Regions from separate parts of the Anas platyrhynchos genome. Here region 2 is linked to region 1. Evidence: chromatin contacts called from public Hi-C data. All regions are on one chromosome and are shown on one strand. The core of a region is the stretch at or near the end of the contact, and the rest is flanking DNA. Distances in the headings are between cores, read along the strand shown.

Region 1 (7,456 bases), core at 1,640-4,139:
CATTTGCCTAAAATGCAGTTGTTTTGCTGCTATTTTTGTCAGGCTTAGGCTTCAACACACTCTTCCCTTCACACTTTCAGAATTACTCATTTGCATTTCTCATTTTCTCACCTTTGTTTCCATCCAGTCCTGAATGTCAGAGGATCAGAGGATTATCTGTGTAACCCGGCCGTGTGGGTGCCTGAAGACTACGCTGGGGCATTGCTTCCCTGAGCCTCTAAGAGATCTTGTATTTAGATTGAAACATGACTGTATTATCTGAATAACCAGGGCTTCCCTGTATTCATACAACCTATTCTTACAGCAGATATGAGGACTTAATCCACTCTGTTTTACTCCCTGAAGATTCGACCAAAGTTTATACAGCACTGGCTTGTCTGAATGTATTCATAAATTGCCACAAAACCTCCTTTGGAATGGCAGCTAATGCGGTCGGATGATTACAAAGGATGAGCTCATGCTTTTCCCCGTAACAAGCGCCACATTGTTAAGGGCTTTGGGGAGGGGAGTGGTGAATGGCAGGGAGTACACTCAGTATTAGGGTCAGGGGATGCAGGGGTGAGAGCTGGGATTTGGAGCACTTAAACTGGTTTCAGTGGTCGTTTGGTTGAAAAGATTTTAAAAAAGAGGTTTTACAAATACGCTGGAGGGAGGGGAGGCTTTTGTGCAAAAATCCTTCAGCCCTCTTCTCTTCTGCAGTTGAGCAGTACTTACCGATGCACTGGAAAGCACGGTCTCTCTCCCACTCGTACCAGTAAGGAAATTCTGGCTTCAAGAAACAGAACAGCAATTTTATAGTCTGCAGTGCTGTTCTGCAGTGCTAACCATGAATCCTTTAATTTCACCCTTCAATTACCCTAACTACAATTTCTTTCTACAGGAGCAGTAATGTAGAGCTAAGCCACCCTAATGCATGAATAAATAAATTAATAAATAAATCGGGAGAACTAACAGGAAAGGCTTTTTATATTCTATGTTTTGTCTAGAAGTACAATCCTTAAAAAAATAAAATAAATAAATAAATAATAAAAAGGTCTTAACTGAAATTCTTCCCAAGTGAAACCTCATGCAGAACAATAGAGGAGACTGCAAATACACAAATACAGTTAAACGGCTGAAAAGGTTAATAAGGGGGAAAAAAATGGAGACCATTAACTCAGGTTCCTATGTTGAGATCAGCTCAATGGTAAGGAATTAGAACAAAGACAGAAGCAAACAGAACAGATGCCAAGATATGCCAGTTTACTATAGAGAACAAATAGTGGATTTAGTCTGCTTCGGCAAAAATATTAAGCCAAGTAACTGTTTAGATAAAGAAACATTATGAAAACAAGGAGTTGCTGTACTTCTATTCCTAGGACTCCTGTGTTTGAAAACAATGCAGCAAATATAGCTGGATGATTAATTTTGCAGAAATAAATAAAGGGTGTTAACCTGAAATGAATCACAGCTCATGAAGTTTATGTCATATTACTGAATTGAAGGAATTTCCTCCAGCCTAGGAACATTTTGAGTGACACCCCAGCTGAACAGCATGCTCAGAGTGCCACCTGATGGCGAAGCTTTGCTTTTCGCTCACCCGCTGTCTTCAAAATGTAGTAGCAATGATCTCATCGCTGTTTTCCTAAGCTATGAGAAAAAGCTTCTGCTTAAATTGCAAATGCTCATTTGCTCAGGAAGGAATATCTCTGGTGTTATGTTCCTACCAGCTATCACCAGTTGGATCAAGTAGGCTGGCTCAGCATTTCAGTGGGAGTATTTGAGGGACAGGCTGTGGTGCTCAGGGGAGCAGGTACCCCCCCAGACAGGGGCACAGTTCCTACTGACTTCTGTAGGAACAGGATTTCATTCTGTTTGGTCCCCAGTTTTCATGTAGAGGAGCTCTGCTTTTCCACCTGCATTGGAGGCATTAGTACCTACTAAGAAATGATGCAGCCTGAAGTTTAGCTTTTTAGCTAAAACAGGCTTTCATAATCTCCGCTAGTCTTTGCTGCAGAGGCTGTTCAAGCTGCTCAAATATAAAATATGAATGACTGAAATAATTGTTTGTGAACCTGCATATCTCTGCTTCTTAAGAGAAACTGCAGGCAATGCTTACGTACACCAGACCATGGTATTATCTTCCCCAGAAGGAATCTAGAAAGAAGCTGACTATTATTATTATTATTATTATTATTATTATTATTATTGTTATTGTTATTGTTATTATTAATAATATTATTATTTTGTAATAACTACGTTTAGTTTTTAAAACAATGTCCCTTGTTGCTCTACTAGGACATGAAGTGGGTAAGAATTCAGAATAAGTATTCATTATAACATTGTTTGTAGGAAACCAATATCGAGCACAATCTCACTTTATTTAAGGATCCTTGGGGGTAAAACACAAATCCTTCTGGAACTTCATGCTCTTTAAAGAAAAAGAGAGAGAGAGAGGGAGAGAGAAAGAAGAGCAAGCATTATTACAAGCAAGGCATATCAGATGAAGAGATATATCTAAGCTGATATATTAGAATAATATTTCACAATGACAGTGCTGAGACTTTGGAGTAGAGACCCAGAAATGGTGGACTCTCCATCCTTGGAGATATTGAAAACCCAATAGGAAAATGCCCTGAGCATCTCGATCTAGCTTCAAAGTTATCCCTGGTTTGGGCAGGGGGTTGGACCAGATGCTTTCCAGCAGTCCCTTCCAACCTAAGTTTTCTCTGATTCTGTGATGCAGACAAGGTCTTGTGTCCTTTCATGGATGGGAAACATCATCCCACTCTTCCACTCTGACCAGCAGACAATAAATTTAGCAATGCCTCTCTCTGCACTGGAAGGTTGCACCAACCTAGAGCTGACAAGTCACTGATTCACCCAGATGTCGTCCAGCCACATCCAGCAAGATCACCCTTTTAGAAGCTCCTCCAGATGAGGCTGACCAACACAAGTGTGTGTCACGCTGCATTACTGTAAACTCCCAGAGACCATGACCTCTGTGCAAACACAATATTTCAAGCATAGCTGACAAAACAAAGTCAGGGGACTGTATAGAACATCCTTTCTAACACCCACATTGAAAATCCCCAGTAAATGTAGGTGCTTTCCTTATCCATCACACTAGCTTTCCCACAAAGCCTTTGTCCTGCCCATACAGAAGAAAATATCCCCTTTTCATCATCCAAAAGCAAAATTTCTTCATTAAGAGCAGCTGCCAGTTCACGTGGCTGCGCCACGCTGCAGCTCTTGTTGGGCCTGTACAGCCCCTTCTTCTGCCCACATGGCATCTTATTTCTGTTGCTTTCCTAAAGCCCAGTTGAGGTGGACAAAATATGAATGTCTCTCATAAGGTGTTATTCACATCAGTGTTACGTTTACCAAAGCTGCTTCCACTTTGTCATTGCATCCAATACACAGTTGGACACAAGTCCTATGAATACAATTATTTTCACATAATGCATCTCAGCTGTGTTGTCTTGATCATTTCTGATTGGAAAACTCCTGACTTAGAGCCTTTTTTGTGCTAAATTTTCGCCTTAAATTCGCCTGCTTTCACAGCTAAGACTAAAACGCTGTGTGCTGTAGGGCCCTGTGAGGTCTTCTTCCACTGCTACAACCCTGGGCCTGCAAATGGGCCCTGGGACATGTGTGAAAGGACACTCAGTGTCCCCTGGTGGACGATGGCTGAGCTCACAGATGTCAGTGAGATGGTGCAAGAGGAGCAACCACCCCGCAGCACATAGCCTGTGGTCAGGCACGTGCCGAAGGCAGGGCAGGCTGGGCTGCTCCCAAACCACTGCTGCCAGGGTCCCCACCATCAAGATCCCCAAGGATCAGGGGATCGGGGCTAACAGCACCCACTGCCTACCCTCCTGACCCTGCTTCAATGATTCTTGTCCTGCAAGACACGAGCCACATACCACTAGGTCCAGAGGGACTGTGGCAGTGCTCCAGCGTGACTTCTGCATAGCAAAAGCCGGAGTCTCTGCCACCAATTCGTGCAGCAGAGGGAATTATTTTTCCCTCATTATGTGGATGTATATCTGCTGGGATTCGAGCTCGTGACATCCTGCGTCATGAAGAGTTACTGGCAATGAAAATAGATGGATGTTCTGTGTGTCACACTCAGAGATTAATTAAATGGCTACTGAGTGGACGAGCTTTCTCAGCCAGCAAAAATCTTCAGGAAGTACTGGGACACATTGGTCTCTGGAAATGTGTCATAGTATCACTGGTCACCATCCTCTCTCACCAAGGTCACCGAAACGTTTGGCAATGCATCTGTGCCTTCAGACACCCTCTGAGAAGAGCGTGACCAGCACAGCCACCAGCTGACACCTTGTTCTTCAAAAATCTTGAGGTTTCAGCGGGGCCCTGGAGGCAAAGGAAGGGAGGAGACGCGCCTGTTGCAGTGTGCCCTGGCATTTCTGGAGGCATGCTGCTTCAGACACAGACTCACCGAGGGCTCGTGATCGATGACATCAAAGCAGCATTGGGAGCGAACCCGCCAGCCCAAACACTATGCAAGCCAAAGCAAGCACCCACCATGTGAGGGCTGGCCGTGGGACTGACATCATTTCTTGCCACCAGCACCTGCAGGTGGCTGCAGGGCACCTCTGGGAGGCACAGCCCTGCCTCTGGTGGAAGTGAACTGGAAGCCGAGGGAGATGTGTGCGGGAGCTATTGGTGGCAGAGGTAGCCTGCAAGGCAGGCACCGGCTGCAGGGGTGTTCAGAAACATCACCATGTACCCACAGAACAAACTCACACGTTATTTCAGCAATCATCCTGCTAATCCTCAGTTTGGAAGAGCCCATGCTTGAGCTGACAGACTGCACAAAGCATGCAAAGGCAGGAGGCATGGTCAATTTGTGCAGCTTTGGCAAGTGGTAGCACACCCTTCTGTGCTTCCCTCCAGCAAGGGCACGGGCTGCAAGGGGTCAGTGAGGGTTTGCTCTGCAATTCTGGGGCAGTGAGAAGGGGGTGAGAAGCACGAATCCTGCCACCCCTGTCCTCAGTCTTCATCAGTGGGCTGGGAGGGAGTCCTGCCCCCAGGTCGAGGGCTTTCATTTGCACAGGAGGCAAAGCAGGGTCAGGAGCCTTATCCGACCTACTCATTAGCAGCTATATTTGCAAATGATTAAATACGTGTAAAGCAGAGGACAGGAACCAATTTCCTGTAATTTGTTCCTCACAATAAGGGCATCAGAAATGTAAATGCGCTCAGATTTCAGCCATGCAGAAGTCTGTTTTTCCTTTCCAACCTCACCTAGCTGCACAGCAAGCGGAGGTGAAGCCAAGCCATTCTCCCTGACATTCACCAGGGGTCCTCTATCTCCCCCCCTTCCCAACCACACAGATGATGCTCTGCTCTCTCTCCATTCACACGGTCTCCCTTACCTGCCATGCCGAGGTGCAGACTCACAGCTGGAGGCACAGATTACCCCCTTACAGCTTGCACAGTGCCCTTGCATAGAAAAGGAGAACCCAAAGCTGTGAGGTTGCAGAGGGCATTTGTGGGACCAAGAGGAGCAGTGGCTCTCTGTCAGTGCCCACTTCCAGCTGCTTTTAGTGAATGCAGCATCAACCAGGGGAGCAAAGTGACCAGTGCTGTGTGCTGGTACATGTACGGGTGCTGCATAGCCTGCCCAGTAAGCCGTGTACAGCCCTATTTTTATCACTCGTCTCTGACCCAAATACAGCAAACACAACACCCACGAGCTGTCTCCGCACAGCCGGGCTGGTTTGTTTGTTCTTCAAACAATCCCCCTGTGGAAAGCACCTGCATCTCTCACACTTAACAGCTTATGTCCAGCATCTCCTGAGAGGATGGGCAGTTTTCCAGCCTTCTGCAGAGGAGGGACAGGGTTCCCTTTCCAGGAGTGGCAGCGTGCAGCCAGGCCGGTGTTGCAGCAGGCTGGATAAGACAGCTTTCATGAAAACATTAACTGAAGTGCCCTGGTTGACACATGCAATGATGCCTGAATTCACAGAGATGGGCAGGAGGCAAAGCAGCCAGGAGTGAATTCATGCAAAGATAAGGCACTTTCCGAGAACACACGAGGACCTCTGGACAAACAGTGAGGAAGTTATTTATTGAGGAACTAACACAGGGCTGGCAGGGCTCCGCTCAGGATGGCGAAATCTGCTTTCCCATCCTGAACCGAGGGGTTACAAAGCTTGAAGCCAATAGCCAAGGTGGTGAACAGCAAGAGGGAGCTGCCAGAAGGGAGATGTGGGCAGGGAGAGCTCCTGCAAGGCTCTGTGTGCCGCCCGGGCAGGGACTCAAGTCTGCAAGGAAAGGCTGCAGAGAGGTGTTGGTGCCAACATGCCCCAAGCCAGACGCCCTGCGAGGCAGCAGCCACTGAGCCTGGGGCTCTGCACACACCTCAAACCCTGCACAAACAGCGCTGGGGAGGATTGCTGTGTAAACACACATCGGGGGGAGGAAGCACTTCTGGGGGACAAAGCTGGCAGGAGGACAAGTAGCTGTAAGCTAGCTGACAGCAGTCTTAGGTAGGAAACTGCAAGATGCAGCTAGATGGGGGGCAGTGGGAGCAAAAATGATCAACTTGTCCCCCTGTGGAGGGGATTTGTTCCATGCACTGTTTGTAATAGCAGTGGTCAGCAGCCAGCAGCCCACAAAGTGCCACCTAGTGCAGCTGCTCAGCATTTGCTCTGGTCCCTGCAGGGCACAAGCTGTGGTGGTTTTGGAGCTGTTTGCTGGTGATAGAGCAACCGAGGAGCTGGACGGGTGCCCTGGGTGTGTCCCCGGGGCATATCACACAGCTGGAGAGCCTGAAATCGCCTGCATTTACTTAACCCACCATCAAAACAAGGTGGAAAGCAGTTCTTGGAAGCGCTGCCCTTCTCCATGTGCTAACCCGGCAGGAGCAGGAGGATGAAACCCCCACGTCAGCACACCGACTTCACAAGTGCACGTCAAACAGAAAGGCTGGATGAAATTTTTAGCTGAGACTTTCTGTCCTGTGTGCATAGGCTGCCGCATACAAACGGCTTTGTTGGCTGAAGTCACAGACTTCTCATTTCTGCTGCCAGCAACAACTATAAGAAAAAAAAATAATAATAAAAAAAATAAAAAATAAAAAACACGCCTGCCTAAGCATTAGTCTCTGCCTAAGCATTAGTTTTTCCTACCATTTATGTTCATTAAGGACTAATAAAAATGTGCCAGCGTTTATGTTGATGAGTTGTATTTAAGAAATCTACCCAGTCCAAACCGTGTAGATGCATTCCTCTACTTCCAGTTTATGGTTTCAGTTATGCAAAATCACACTCCTTTTTTCACTGGGCACTGAGTGAGCCTGGTTGCAGCGTCCTGTCTGAAGAGTACATCAGACACCTCACAGGCTCACATCTTCGGGAATTTAACACCAGCCAGGCCGTGCCACTCGAGGTGACGAGGGGCTGCAGATTTTGCAGGGTGGCATCCCTGATAGCTTTGAAGAACC
Region 2 (7,456 bases), core at 1,480-3,979, 180 kb before region 1:
AAGGGAAAGGAAACCTTTCTGTAGCAAAAGCAGGCTGGATCCTACCTAATAGATGTCACAGAGGACCAACACCTTCATACTGCAGCCAAAAGGAGTAGCCAAAAGTTAATTATTAAGTAGCATGTCTTGCTGAATTCAAGACACCAGAAATAATATATATATATATATATATATATATAAATAAAAGATAAAAAGTAGTAATGTGTAAGCAGAACTAATCTTCTGTGCAGTTCTCAAGCTGATTACAAATAAACGGGATGAGGGGGGGATGAGTCCACCTAGTCAGCTCCTGGTCAGTTCTGATGCCAGAAGAGAGCAGCAATCCCTACGGTTTTGGCAAAACAAATGCCATATAAGAGAGAGGTGCCTACAAAGCCTCCGAAGGCTCTGGAGCTAAGCAGCCGGCCTTTCCCCAATAAATGCTCTTGGCAAACATCCTCACTTGCATGGACCTGGAGGTGCCTCCAGTTGTACATGAGGGTGAAGCAGTGCTGGAGGGGTCAGGAGCAGAGGAGGCTCAGGGGCAGCACCATGGACACAGCCAGCTCCATCCTGGTGCAGTGTGGTGGAGGAATGAACAGTGACCTCCCATTCTGTAATGCAAACAGGCTTGTCCTGGGCGAGGGGGTGGTTTTATCTGAATCACCGAGGGGGAACGGATTGTTCCTGGTGGGAGGAGATGTGTGAGAGCAGGTACCTGTCTGTTGTGCGAGCCTTTTCTGGGGGCGTTTGGTGATGCTCGCTGGGGAGCTGCGGTGCTTCGTGAGCACAAGGCATTAACGACTGCAGGGTCTTTGTTAACGTAGTCTTTTATGATATTGTCGCCTCCTTTGTTCCTTTTTTCTTTTTTTTTTTTTCAGTGCTGGGGGGGTTGGGAGTGGAAGCTAGAAGCCGTGGTATCATTAACAGCAGAAAACCTGTTCTTCAGGAAAGCCTGCAGCTGTGTGCTGGCTGGGGAAGGAGTGGCTGCGCTCATGACACAACCTGCCGTGCACATAGCTGCCCGGGAGGGTAATGCGGGATGGCAGTCGCCTTTCTCTGACCTCCCTTCCTTATCAGCTCACACCCGCCTTCAGCCTGGGATCAAAGCGGCCAGCTGCTGATCGGGGCCTGGCTCGGTGACCTGCGAGGAGCTGCTCGTCTTGGAGCACAGTGCTCACACTGCAGGGACGGCTCCCTGTGGCCTGCTCTGCTGTTTCCCACCCCACAGGACTTGCTTTGCTGTTGAGAAAAAGTCTCTGTCTTGGTCCAGAGCTGGGCAGTGGCAGGGATTTTGGTGTCTGTCAGTGGGATGCCTGTAGCTAGACGAGATGTCATGTTATGGAGGTCCATGCCTTGGGGAGGTACCTGGCTGTCAGAGAAACCTTTAGTCCTGGGAGGTTTCCATGACCTGCTTTCCCTCCCTAAATGCTGACCATATCAGAGACCCACTTCCCATTAATGTCCCCCAGGCTGGAACACAGAACCCAGTGTGGGATCTCAGCCATCCACTCAAACCCACAAACACACGTGAGCCAGCACTGCCTCATCTCCTCTGACGTGCTGTGGGAAGCAGACCATGGTGGGCGGTGGAAAGGGAACCAGAAAAGGGTCTGACCCCACTGCCACCCGTCTGACCCCACGGCCACCCGTGTCCCCGAACCCCAGCAGCGGCACAAGGAAGCCCCGCGGCCGCCAGGGGGTGCCCGTGCCCCGGAGCCGCCGCCCCAAGCCCCCCCGGTAACCAGCGGCAACGGCGAGAGAAAAGCAAAATACATTAAAAATTAAAAAAATAAAAAATCATTCCTCCATTCCTTCACAATTTTCTCACCCCTGAATATTTTCTGGCTCCAGAGCTACCGGGATCGGTTGCCTCCCTCCCAGCCCCCACCATGCTCGTTTCCCTTTCATACCCTTTTTTAACCATCTGAGCAATAATTGCAAATTCTCTGCTAGATGGGGAAGGGGCTCCTGGCACCCGCTGGCAGCCTGCATGGGGAAGCAGGGTCACACCTGCAGCATGTCCCCGAGGGGTTTGGGGAGCCCAGGGACAGGAAGGTGGCACGGGTGCTGTGTCACCACCACCCCAAAACGCCTCACAGGGGGAAAGCTGCAGGGAGTGGGGAGCTGCTTGTTCTGGCAGGCGGTGGTTGGAGAGAGGGGTGGTGGAAATCAGCCTGTCCTGTCAGATGTGTCATGAAACCGCTCAAGGGATTCAGCTGCCTCTGCAGCACACGCAGACTGTACATCAGGAGGTGTTTTCCTCTGGAAGGTATAAAGCGCTGAGTGCTCTGCCTGGGAAGAACTGCTCGCTGAGCTCCAGCCTGTGTCCTTCAGGCAACCTGGATGATCTTAAAACCCTGCTCCGTGTAATATCAGTTCACGTGCTCTGAGGGTAAAATGCTGCCCTTTCTGTGGGAGGACACTTTCAGGCTGTGCACAGCTGGCTTGTTCTTGGCAGGACATCGTCACGTCCCCACAGGGCTGAGTGGCTGCTGTGCTGTGGGTGCCCCAGCTCCCAAATCTTTTTCCAGGTGGCACAGAGAGGGAAGGAGCAGCTGCACCAGCGGCACTTGCTTGGATGCTTCCCCACACAGCTCTCCGGTGGAGGCAAGGGAGCCCCAATGAAACATTCGGGCACCTCGTTGGTATGGGTGAGAACAGAGAAGCATCCTCAGCCTGTCCCCAAAATGGGCTCAGATAAGCAGGAATCAGTCACCGTTGCTAGCTGGGCAAGGGGAGGGATTGTTCTGCACTGTGCTGGTGTGGCCTTGCTGGGTGCAGTTTTGGGCACTACAATAGCAGGACAAAACTATTAAAGAGTGCTTAAAGGTGGGCTAGAGAGATGGTGAAGGGCCTAGAGGGGAGGATGTACGAGGAGCAGCTGAGGCCCCTTGGTTGTTCAGCCCCGAGCAGAGCAGGCTGAGGGGAGGCCTCATGGCGGCCTGCAGCTCCCTCACGAGGGGAGCGGAGGGGCAGGCGCTGAGCTCTGCTCCCTGGGGACAGCAACAGGACCCGAGGGGACGGCATGGAGCTGGGACAGGAGCTGGGGCAGGCGAGGGACAGGCTGGGGGTTAGGGACAGGTTCTGCACCCAGAGGGTGGTCGGGCACTGGGACAGGCTCCCCAGGGTGGTGGTCACAGCACTGAGCCTGACAGAGCTCAAACAGTGTTTGGACACCGCTCTCAGACACGTGGGCTGTTTTTTGGGCAGTGCTGTGTGGAGTCAGAAGTTGAACTCAATGGCCCTTGTGGATCCCTTCCAACTCAGGACATCCTGTGACTCAGTGACCAGCAGCCCCAGGAGACACAGACAAGGGGCTCGCTCCTGCCTTGTGAGCGTGTGAGGAGCCCCCAGCTGCACCGCGGTGCCATGCAAGGCACAGGGCGAGGCTGGTGCCCTGCTGCTAGAGCCCCCACACCCGGCCAGCAGGGACACGGTTGGCCGGGGAAGAGGGACAACCTTCAGGAGGCAGCTGGCGGTGTCTTTGTGGGGCTCTGAGAAACCAGCGAATAATCCTTCTTCATGATAAATGAGGATGGCAGGGTGGTTTGGGTTTTGTTTTGTTTTATTTAAATATTTTTTTTTCTTTCTTCTTTTTCTCATATCTCTCTATCTTCTTCGAAAACATGCATAGCCTGCATTTCCTGGGAGGGCTTTTGGGTGACTGTCAGCCCACTGAATTTATGGCTCTGCAGGTGTCAGAGAAGCAAAACCTGATCGTCTGAATCTGATTCAGGGAATTTTAATGTATCTGAGTATCACTGGATACCTGTGGGACCCGCTGTGTGGGAAGAGGCTGTTTCGCCCCCAGTTTCCCAGCCTTGCTCACTGGCAGAGGTGGCTGCTCCCTGGACGCTGTGCTCCTCGGGGCCACCATCTCAGCAGCTTTACCACACCCCTGCTCCTTTGCCTCTTGCTGCCCAAGAAACTCAATGCTTAAATTTGAAGGGAAAACAAACAAACACACAAAAATGCTAAAGCAGAGACCAGTTGGACACCAAAGTCGAGAGCTGGGTCTCTAGATCCCTATTTTCTTGTTTCTCTCTGAAACACTAAACCCACGTGGGGACATCAACACCCCCTTTGTCTCAGTTCTCTCTGCTGCATGGGCTTTCTCCTCCCTCTCCCTCTGGGGGAGGCTGCTGCTGAAGATGGCGTGTTTCCCCCTGCCCACTCTGCCCCCACCTCCCCAGGCTTTGATCACAGCAGCTGTGGAAGCCAGACTTTGAAAACGCAGTGATTTCACAGACGTGTTGATTAGGAAATGAAATTCCAAGAAGCAAATGACAACCCAGCTGTACTGCCAGGGTCTGTGAGACTGGAGCTCCCCACCAGGAAATGTATTTTCATATTTTTTGACACATCCAGGGTGTTGTATTATTAATAAAAAATGCAGACAGAACTTCTTAAGAGAAAATGACTTCCAAAGAAATTGCTTTTTTTTTCTTCTCCCCTGTGAATCTGTAGTCGTCCTAGAAGACAGCTCAGCCCTTTTTCTCTTCTGCAGAACAAAAATGCAGCATATGAACAAAAATGAAATGTACATTTATCCCAGAGCAGGGAGCGTCTCTTGGGCGAGCAGAAAGACTCCAGTGATTTCTCTCCCCTAGCAGGTTGTTAATCAAGGTTTCCAATTTCATTGGAAAATGGATTTAATGGAGGACGGAAAGAGGGCTGGAGACCTTCGTGGTTAACTCTAAAGAAAAATAACCCCAGCCTTGCTATCCTACAAGGACCAGATTATGTCTAGTCCATCCACCTGGGGGGAAAAGGAGTATTTGATGTGGCTGCCCCCCATCAGCTGTAATGCCACAAGAGGACTCTGAGACTTTCTGATTCAAAACCCTCCAAACCCAGCTCTGAAAAACATTCTTTTGTTTTCCTCCCATCTGTATTAACAGCATTGTGCATTTCTGAGTGCCCCTGATGCTATTTGGAGTATATCAACCCAAGGGAGGGGTGTTTTGTGGCTGATCCTTCTCATTTTTGTTCTTGTGAAAGCAGTAATTGCCCTCAGTGGGGGATGAGCATGGGCAATGTTGCACTCCAGACCTAGGACAAGTGAGATGCCGAACCCACCCTGCTGAACCCACCCATCCGAGCAACAAGCCAGGCAAGGAGGCTTTGCAGTCGTGCTGTGAACGGGATGTGGCAGGGCACATATCACAGCCAGAGAGGCTAAAGCATATAAAACGAGGGGTGATGCTGGTCCTACTCTTCTCTAGCCATCATTCAGAGATATCCAAGCAGGCTGGGTCTGATCTCCAAACACAGCAGAGGAAGACTTTGTTCCCGTGGGCCTCCTTCCCCACCAGCACAGGAAGGGTGAAGCTATTTCTCTCCACTGATTGCCCCCCTGCTCTTGGTACTGCTTGAAAATCATTCCACAAATTAAAGCCAGGGCTCAGCCCTTACAGCTGGAGCTTGTTCTGCATGAGATGCCCTGCTAGGAAGGGATTTTTCACGAAGAGCTGCAGAAAGCCCATTTCGCGATCCCTGGTGCCCGTGCTGTGGCAGCCACCCCCCCCTAAAATGTGGGCAGCTGGTCCCTCTGCAGCATTAGAAGTGGGGCAGAAGTGACCTGGTCCCTGCAGAGAGTGGGTGACACCGCCAGCACCCCAGGTTCAGCTTAGCTTTTATGTGTGGGGCTCCTAAACCCTCTCTACAGTGAATGCTCCAACCCATGTACACCTGGGAGACTTTGACCCACAGGAGCAGGCGTTACTGAGTTTTCCAGGGGCTGTACTCTTCCCTCCTCCCATTGCCACCACCTTAGTCACCAGCCAGCGAGGAGGCGAAGGCACGTGCATGTTTCAGTGCGTGTATCGTTTTTAATGCGGGTATTTTTAGCTTGTTTTTGCGGCCGGTAGAGGATTCCACAGGAAATCCTGCAGCCAGGGGATCACGAAAAGCTCAGGTTCCCGATTGTGTTACATACATTAACAGCGATGTGATCTATATGGTTTTTATAAAAGGCAGCTATAAATACTTCCTCCAGCTGCACCGATATCCCCTCGTCCCTCTTCCCTCCACGACACCTGTTGACACTCGTGTACCAAATTAAGATTTGCTGCTCTGAGGGGAAGGGACACACTGGCTCCAGCCCCGCGGCGAGGCGAGCTGTGCTGCAGCAGCACCTGGGCTGTGAGGAGAGGCTTCTCTCATCTCCTCGCTGGCCCTGGGGTGCTGCCCAGGATGCACAAGGTTGGAAAAGGCCCTGCTGGGAAGCTGCCCTGGGGGTTACAACCTCCAAGCTCCATCCCAAAACCCTCCGCATCGCCCATGCCCAGCAAGAGCAGAGGGAGCGCTGTGGTGCCCCCATGTTGACATTTTGCCTTTCACAAGTTAGGTGGTGAAAATCCCCCTGCCAAATGCACCGTAAGACAGAGAGCCTGGTGCAGGAGGATTATTTTAGAGATGCGTTCAGCTCAAAGTTAAAGGAATTAGCAGTTTGGCCCTTTGCTTGGCAGCTCGGAAACACAGGGCCTTCTGCGCCTGGAGGAGGTCTTGGCTGAGGAATCAGGCTTAAGGAGGGGGAAGGAAAAGCAGCATTTGCTTCCTCCTTTCTGTTCCTACTGTCGCCCCTGTCAGGACTCCCGGCAGCCCTTTCAGCTGCAGCGTGCTCCAGAAATGCGTGCAGGTTTGTGTAAGACTGGCACCTTGCTGACTCACGCGCCGTGTCGCAGCACGCCGCTCCCCACAGCCCTTGTGCAAGCTCCCCGGGGCAGCGGGCAGCCGCGGGAACCCTCTCTGCTTCATGGGGTGAAGCAGCTGGATGGACACAGGCCACGTCTGGGCGGCTCTGTTCCAGTTCTGTGCGTGGCTGTGGCTTGGTTTGGTTTTTCACCCTGCCCTTACTTCAACGTGCACGCCACAAATGGAGCGTGGATGTCGCGGTCCCCCAGGGGAGAGGCAGATCTGGGCAGAGACTGGGCATCGGTGAGTCTATGGGGAATGTCTGCTCCCTTGGGGGCTTGGGCCTGTCCTGCATTGTGCTAGCATCTCGCAAAGAAACCAGAGGCACTGAGCAGCAAGATTCAGCCTCAGGTGCTGCCTTGTGGCTTCGGGGCCGGATCATCAGCTGGGACAAGTCATCATAGCTACACCGAAGGCAGCGAGGATGAGCAGGTATTTTCCTGGTGTCTTGCCAGTCCTTGACTCCTGTCCAGGGCTCCACACCTACCCCAGCCTGCCTCCTGGTGCAAAAGTGCTCGGTTTGAGTCATCCGGAGGATCCACAGCCTGGCTCATTAGCTGTAATGAAAAACGAAGTTAATAAAACTCTTCTCATTTGTGCCCGCCAAGGATCCGTCTCCCGGCGTTTAGCTGCTCTGCAGCGGAGTGACAACATATTGGGGCTGACTCTCAGCTCCAGGACTCCGCATTTAGACTAGTGTAAAATCACAGTAACACAGGCATCAGACTCATTATTTATGATGCAGTTTTAAATTATACAGTTTTGCCCCCTCAGTCCG

Evidence for each region. A called contact is a pair of places that touch in the nucleus more often than the background predicts.
Region 2: a contact with region 1 is called in a Hi-C map of liver, with 7 times the contacts expected there. The contact joins two enhancer-like sites. A contact is called at or near these places in 2 of 8 Hi-C or Micro-C datasets (liver and subcutaneous adipose tissue).

The regions. Positions count from the first base shown.
Region 1 is chr5:10,596,369-10,603,824 of IASCAAS_PekinDuck_T2T, reverse strand. No RefSeq gene overlaps it. Among named protein-coding and RNA genes, the nearest start is that of COA8, 17 kb to the right of the region's middle. Within about 2 kb of position 2,889, at least 1 of the 8 cell types and tissues checked has an H3K27ac peak or open chromatin away from gene starts, as enhancers often do.
Region 2 is chr5:10,775,459-10,782,914 of IASCAAS_PekinDuck_T2T, reverse strand. No RefSeq gene overlaps it. Among named protein-coding and RNA genes, the nearest start is that of MARK3, 16 kb to the right of the region's middle. Within about 2 kb of position 2,729, at least 3 of the 8 cell types and tissues checked have an H3K27ac peak or open chromatin away from gene starts, as enhancers often do.